Regions from separate parts of the Sus scrofa genome. Here region 2 is linked to region 1. Evidence: chromatin contacts called from public HiChIP or PLAC-seq data. All regions are on one chromosome and are shown on one strand. Each heading gives the region's core, a stretch centred on a gene start, on an enhancer-like site or on the middle of the called end of the contact. The rest is flanking DNA. Distances are from core to core; before and after follow the strand shown. Region 1 has its middle 400 kb from the start of COG6. Region 2 has its middle 360 kb from the start of FOXO1.

Evidence for each region. HiChIP or PLAC-seq counts read pairs in DNA pulled down with a chosen protein or histone mark.
Region 2: an H3K27ac HiChIP or PLAC-seq map of skeletal muscle shows a contact between it and region 1. The contact joins two enhancer-like sites. A contact is called at or near these places in 6 of 47 Hi-C or Micro-C datasets (fetal heart ventricle, heart right ventricle, mesenteric adipose tissue and 2 more) and 1 of 2 datasets of contacts at active chromatin or transcription factors (skeletal muscle).

Annotation. Positions count from the first base shown.
Region 1 is chr11:14,971,620-14,974,919 of Sscrofa11.1, forward strand. No RefSeq gene overlaps it. Among named protein-coding and RNA genes, the nearest start is that of COG6, 400 kb to the left of the region's middle. Within about 2 kb of position 1,477, at least 30 of the 83 cell types and tissues checked have an H3K27ac peak or open chromatin away from gene starts, as enhancers often do. A contact at or near this core is called in mesenteric adipose tissue, skeletal muscle and subcutaneous adipose tissue, where this site is marked.
Region 2 is chr11:15,051,376-15,054,667 of Sscrofa11.1, forward strand. No RefSeq gene overlaps it. Among named protein-coding and RNA genes, the nearest start is that of FOXO1, 360 kb to the right of the region's middle. Within about 2 kb of position 1,921, at least 28 of the 83 cell types and tissues checked have an H3K27ac peak or open chromatin away from gene starts, as enhancers often do. A contact at or near this core is called in mesenteric adipose tissue, skeletal muscle and subcutaneous adipose tissue, where this site is marked.

The sequences.
Region 1 (3,300 bases), core at 227-2,726:
GTCTCAGCACCACTTCCCAGTCAGAGAAGTTCAAAGAATGAATTCCTCGACTGGCTGGTTCTGCTCTCAGAAGTCATTTACACTTCAGTCGGGGGAGAGGCCGGGGAACGGGTGCTCGCTGGGGAGATCTGGCCTCCTCACAGCCTGTCTGATGTCGGCAGAAAGAAACTTCCTCCAGCCTGCACTGCAGAACCTGTGAACACTAGGAGCAGAAAACTAGCCCTTCCTGGGGGCCCAGAAGGAACCCAATTCTTGCTTCTGACAGCAAGGGATCCTATGGCATCAGAACAGCGAGGCTGGCCTGCATCTCTGGGCTGCTCCGAGATGCCTGGGGCCACAGTTCAGTTTGAGAGAGTGGTACCCTGAGGTCTGAAGCATGCAAAGCTGAAGCCAACATCTCCAGGAGGGCTCGCTCCCTGTGCTGCTGCCTCCCTTCCGTGCTCTCTCCTTTCCTCTGTAACTAGTTATAATTCACCCTCAGCTTTTTAAGGTGGATTTGCTGCTACCTGATGGTCAAGTAACTCTATGCCCATTCATGATGGTGCAAAATCCTAATAGCCTCACATACACACACAAACCCCTCTGAATAAATAAAAGTTAAGAAAACTCTGTCCATGTTATATTAATGAAGAGAGTTATATAAAGACTTTTCGGAAAGAAGACATTTTCTACAGTGACCTGAAATGTCATAGGCTTCCAGATAGGACCATGGTTTACTGTCATGACATTATGACAGACCAGCCAGAAGATAGACAGGTGAGAGAGCCAGGGGTCAGAACCCACAGACACAGGAGTGGAAAATGCCTTATGTAAAGACTGTAAAAATTCTTTACAAGTTTTCCTGAGATTCACATTTTAAAAAGTGATCAAGTGACACCATATAAAGAAATGTAGATCTCACAAACAAACGAGCAGCTGACCTCATGACTGTTCAGAAATGAAGCATTCGGGCAAAGTCAGGAGCTGGGGGCTTGGGCAGGTGCGGGTCAGACCCTGGTGCTGGAAATAACTGGTGGCAGGAACTTGACACTGGGAGAGACCCAAGTTCTCAGAAAGGGCTGTGCTGCCCCTGCCCAAAAGCCCGGGCAGTTTGCTCTCAATTAACCACCCCATGTGTAATTTCAGGGAAACTTATTCTGCAAATTGCAGATTTTTTGACACTTAACTCAGAAAAAAACAAGTTGTCCAACAGTGATTTCATGCCCAAGTAAACCTGTCATCTTTACTCAGCCTTTTCTTTCCCTTCTTACAGAGAAAAAGGATCCAGACATGTTCGAGAGAAAATAAACTCCCAGAGCGGAAAGATCAGAGTTTTCGAGTTCACTTAGACTGCTCAGCCTAAGAAGGGGGCTCTCCAGTTGGCAAGGCGCTTCCCTCCCACGTCCCCACTAATTCGCCACCGACTCCAAAGGCTCTGACTCAGAGGCGTAAGCCCCAGGCTCGTCTCATAAACACAGCTTCCCAAGCGCCGCGTTAGATTCCTTGCTAGCGCAGGGCTCCTCGGGGTCGGGGCAAATAAGGTAAGGAGACCATTCCAGTTCAACTTCTGACTCCGTTTTTTTCTCCGCTGAAGTTTAGGTAGAGGCCAAAAGGGCTGTTTTCACCATTGTCTCAAACTAAACTGCTGACAGCTAAGAAGTAGGAACCCTTGGCAGAAATTCAAACTCCGACAATCAGCCAGCAGCACGAGGGGATTGTTCGGTGTTGCTTTTCTCCAGCTCTTCTTTTTCTACCCTGTGATGTTAGCTAAGGGCTCTTTGTCACGGCCCACGCCTGGGACTTCGGTGGCCACCCAGAGGCCCTCACGCCCGTCCAGGCAAGTTGTCCCAAGGGGGTGTGGAGGCCCTGGCTGTGGGGGGCGCTGAAGCCATGGAGTGGGTGTGGAACAGATGTCCCCTGCCTTGGCACGAGGCCCCTGCTACCCCACCTGCTTTGTGGGGTCATCGTGATTGGAACACGTAATTAAGACTGTCATGGGAGTTCCCGTTGTGGCTCGGCAGGTTAAGAAACCGATTAGTATCCATGAGGATGTGGGTTCAGTCCCTGGCCTCGCTCAGTAGGTTACAGATCTGGTGTTGCCACAAGCTTCAGTGTAGGTCGCAGACGCAGCTCAGATCTGGCGTTGCTGTGGCTGTGGCGCAGGCCGGTCCTTAGCCTAGGAACTTCCATATGCTGTAAGTGGGTGTGGCCCTAAAAAGACAAAAAAAGAGACTGTCATAAAAGTCGGGGACAACTGAAAGCGTTTGGGTGAGTGGGAAGGCACTAAGCAGATTTGAGAGGGGTTATCTCCCGTCCCCCCCTTTTGCCCCCACTTCTCTCCCACTTGCTTGGACTGGCGTGGTCTGCTCCCACCTCCATTCACTCATTCACTCAACATCACACCTTCCTCTCACATCTCCCCAGTCTGGGTCCCTCATGATCTGGCTATTTCCTGGTCCCCATCTTCCATCAAAACCCCTGGGTGTGTGTGCCATTTCCTGTGGCTCTGGAAGCTGAGGCACCTGATAAAATAACTTCTTCTAATGGGCCAAGTCTCCCAGGGAACACAGATACTTATCCACGTCCTTCTGGAGAAAGGACGAGAGCGCCAAAAGTGATCTTTAAGTAGGGGAGACCAGGGATTGGTATTTTGGGGCGGGTATCGATTAGTCACAAGCTTTCAGCGACAAGTAGCAGAAAGCCAGCTGAAATGAATTTGAACAACAGGAGGAATTAATTGGATTATGGGACAGGGAAGGGCGGGGGTGGAGTTGGCCTCAAGCACAGCTGGAGAGGAACCTTGTCAGGACCTGCACCAGCTTCCATCACAGCTCTTGCCTAGGTGTCGGCCCAGTTCTTATCAGCTTCTCCAGTTGGCAGGGCCTATGCCCCTGGCAGGTCTCGGGCTCTCCATCCTTAGAGCGCTCACCAAGAGAAGTCTTCTCTTTCTTAGAGTCTCAGGGAAAGTCTCTGATTGGCTCAGCTTGAATCACATGCCCATCTCTGGGCCAATCACTGTGGCCAGAGATTTGGTCATTGTTTTCATTTTCTATGGCCAAGCCAGGTGCCTTAAAACAGACATTTATCATCTTACAGTTCTGAAGGTCAGAAGTCCAGTAGAGGTCCCAGACAAAAATCAAGGTTTTAGAAGGATGCGTTCCTTTCTGTAGCCTCTAGTGGGGAAAATCCCCTTCCTTGCTTATTCACTTTGCTAGCAGAATTCATCCTTTGTGTTTATAAGACTGGAGCCCCTGTTTCCTATTTCCTTCCCCATCTGTGGGCCATTTCCAGCTTCAAGAGGCCACCCACATTCCTTGGCCC
Region 2 (3,292 bases), core at 671-3,170, 80 kb after region 1:
GCAGCCTCTGGGCAGAAGGAACAGGGTCGGGTTCCCTGCGAACTGAATATAAATAGAGCCTGGTGGGGGCGAAGCATATCCAGGCCCACTCCTTACAGACAAGGCTCTCTGACTCACACGGGAGGGAAGGAATCTCAGAAACCGTCTATTCCAAGGGCTCTCCAACCCGCCGCCCAGGAGAACCACCGGGGGCGTGTTCCAAAGCAAATCGCTGTCTCGGTCTCAGCCCAGATGCAGGGGGTTTCTCCTTAGCTCCCTGGCTTATGCGCTTCTGGAACTTGGGGACCCCCGAGTGTGGCAGAGCTGAAACTGAAACCCAGCGGCCTCCTCCAGGGCACCCCAACCTCAACTGTGCGCAGAAATCACCAGAGGACAATCCTGAAGCTCTGTGACAGTCCTGCAGTTCTGCAGCTCTCCAAGGCTCCCAGGAGAGGCCGGTCCTCAGACCACACTCTGAAACACCAGGCCTAGCATCTAGTCCTGCAAAGAGATGAATCGCATGCCAATGAACCTCTGGTCTTTCCAAGGTCAAGTCTAGAGAGCCGTTATGGTAGAGGGGTTGGACGGGAGTGACCCAGGTTTTTCATCCTGACTCTCAAAATTAATTGCTGTGTAATCTCGAGCAAGTCACTTAACTTCTCTGATCTTTCATTTCTTTAAAATGGAGAGGAAACTAACTCCTATTTTACAAAGTCACTGGCCTGATCAGAGGAGACATGTGAAATTGTTCTAGAAACTCTAAAGCCCCATAAAGTCTAAGAGTTTATTATTGTAAGATCGGCCTTTGAAAGACACCAACATTAGCCCAAAAAATGTTGGTCATTTTTATGTGCACGCACATTTTTACAGTCCTTTATTTCTCTCCATAGACTTACATGAACACGGGTACATGTGCAATAGCTGACCTTCATTTCCAAAGGGTTTTAACTCGTGTGTGTGTGTGTGTGTGTGTGTGTGTGTGTGTGTGTGTGTGTGTTCTTGTCCCATTGCCTAGGGGGAAAGAATTGCAAGGAAGTTCTCTTTAACTGGGAGGATTCAGGAATGCAGAGCAAATGTTCAGAGGCAGCAGCCAAATTGGTAGCTTTTGGTGCTCCTTTCCATTGCATAGCACACCCTTAGCCAAATCAAAATGGAACCACAGCCTGGCCCACTCATCTCAACGTTCCCGTGGCCACATGTTCCCACTGCGGGGAGCACGGCGGCCAGGTCTCGTGTGTAGCCTGGGCAGGAGACCCTCCCGCAGGACCCTCGCCCCCCTGAGGTCTGAGCCCCCGGTTCCCGCTGACATGTTGGGCCAGCACCAGTCCTGCCCTGCGTGGATGTTCGCTCCCCAAAGAAATGGAACCCTGGCAAGTTCTTCACCCGCATTCTGGAAGCGGCTTCCCGAGGTTGCGCAAACACATTTGGCACAGGCTTCCGGGACCAAGAAGTTCTCTGGGTTGAATCGCAGAAACAAAATGTACTTGTCCTACTTCCGAGATCGTGTCTGCGGACTTGGCTCCCTTAGCCGAGGAACTGCCTCCTGGCTGACGTCACCCTGCCACCCGCCCCGGGAGGCAGCCCTCTCTGGGTTCAGCAGTTCAGGACCAGAAGTGAGAGAAGATGGGAGACCAGCAAAGGGAGTCGCCCTGGCTTGGCCGGGACGGGACGACGTGGGGAGAAATACACCACTTCTTACAACTAAAGAATCTTAAAATAGGAACGTGTTGGCACAGCCTGTGAGGAGGGGCCGTTGGGCTGAAAAACCCTCGGACGAGGGTCACTAGTGGCGATGTCACCCCACGCGTGAGGGGGGTTCTGGAGCGCCAGGCGCGGCCACACACGCCGCCTGGAAGCTCCGGTCCCCAGGGGCCCAGGAGGATATTTGACACCCAAACCGTAGGGATGAAATAATTCCTATGGAGAGCTCGTGCCTGGCCTTCTTGTCACGTTGCGTAATATCTCAGACATCCAGTGACTACATCTTCCCAGCCAAACCGAGGCGGGTCCTGCTGGCCCCGAGCACATTTCTCAACCTCAGGTTCTATCTCAGCACACAAAGTACCCAGGCTGCTCCAAGCATCTCCAAGGGCCATTCTGGAAAGCATTTTCTTTTCTTTAAAAGATCATCTTTCCCACACTCCTATTTTTCACCCATAAAACCTGGGATGTTTATTATCAGGCCAGACATCCCTGCTGTCTCAGACCCCATTGCCCCACGGAGGCTTTGTGCTCAGAATAAAATGAATGAGTTCTGAAAACTGTAAAATGTGCAGCACAGTGCTTGGTACGTAAGAGTTCAGTAACGTGGACTGTTGTTACTATTATTCATATCACACGGATGCACGAGTCCTCCTCCTTGGCCCCATGGTATTAATATCTGAAGATAGCAGCACATCACGTGCGGGAGATGGGGTGGGGAGGGGGACTGGCCTCAAGAACACGCAGCAGTAAATAGGCAGGGACTGAGGCTTTACGGTCCAAGGAAACACAGCCCTTCTTGATGTCCAAGGTGATGTACGGTTCAGATCCCAACTGAATTACGTGGTATGAAGGTCCCCCTCCTCCTTCCCTTCAAATATATGAGGTCTCTGGGTGCTCAAGTGTGATACACAGCCGTCGAGAGTGAAACCTTTGGCTCATCATCTTCGCAGACAAGGCTGAATAGGTCAGGAGGGTTTCCCACCCAAGTGCTCAAGTCAGACCCCCGGCTACAGCCCAAGAAAAAATAGTGGGGATTAGAAAATCCATCCTCCTCCCCTCCCCAAACCTCCTCCTGCTTCCAGTACCTACTACGGACCATCGTTTCTTGGTTACCGTGACTCCAAACTTCATTTTTTCATGCCTCCCCTTTGTTTTGCAGTCTGTATTATAAAAGAAAGAGCTCTCTTCTCCATATCCCCACTCCCTCCCCAGTTCAAGCCCTCGTGACAGGAATGTGACCTCAATGACTCCCCTGAACTCTTTGCTTCTGGAAGCATGACCCGCAGACCAGCAGCTGTGGCCCCACCCGGGAGCAGAATTCTGGGTCTTACCCTTGATCTACGGAGCCGAATCTGCACCTTAGGGATCCCCAGGTGATCTGTGTGCCCGTGGAAGCTGAGACGCGCGGGGCTGCCTGAGCCCTCCTTCCTGGGCTCCGACGGTTCTCCTGGAGCCCCGATGGCCGGATTACCTGGCTGGAGGCCATTTCCAGGCACGGCCAAGCTCCAAACCGTCAGCTTTCCCCAAGGACCACAGGCTGCGTGACTCCTTCATGTGTATACAGGGCTCTCAGAGTACAAAGCGTTTCCACTCTGCATTTTATCTACGG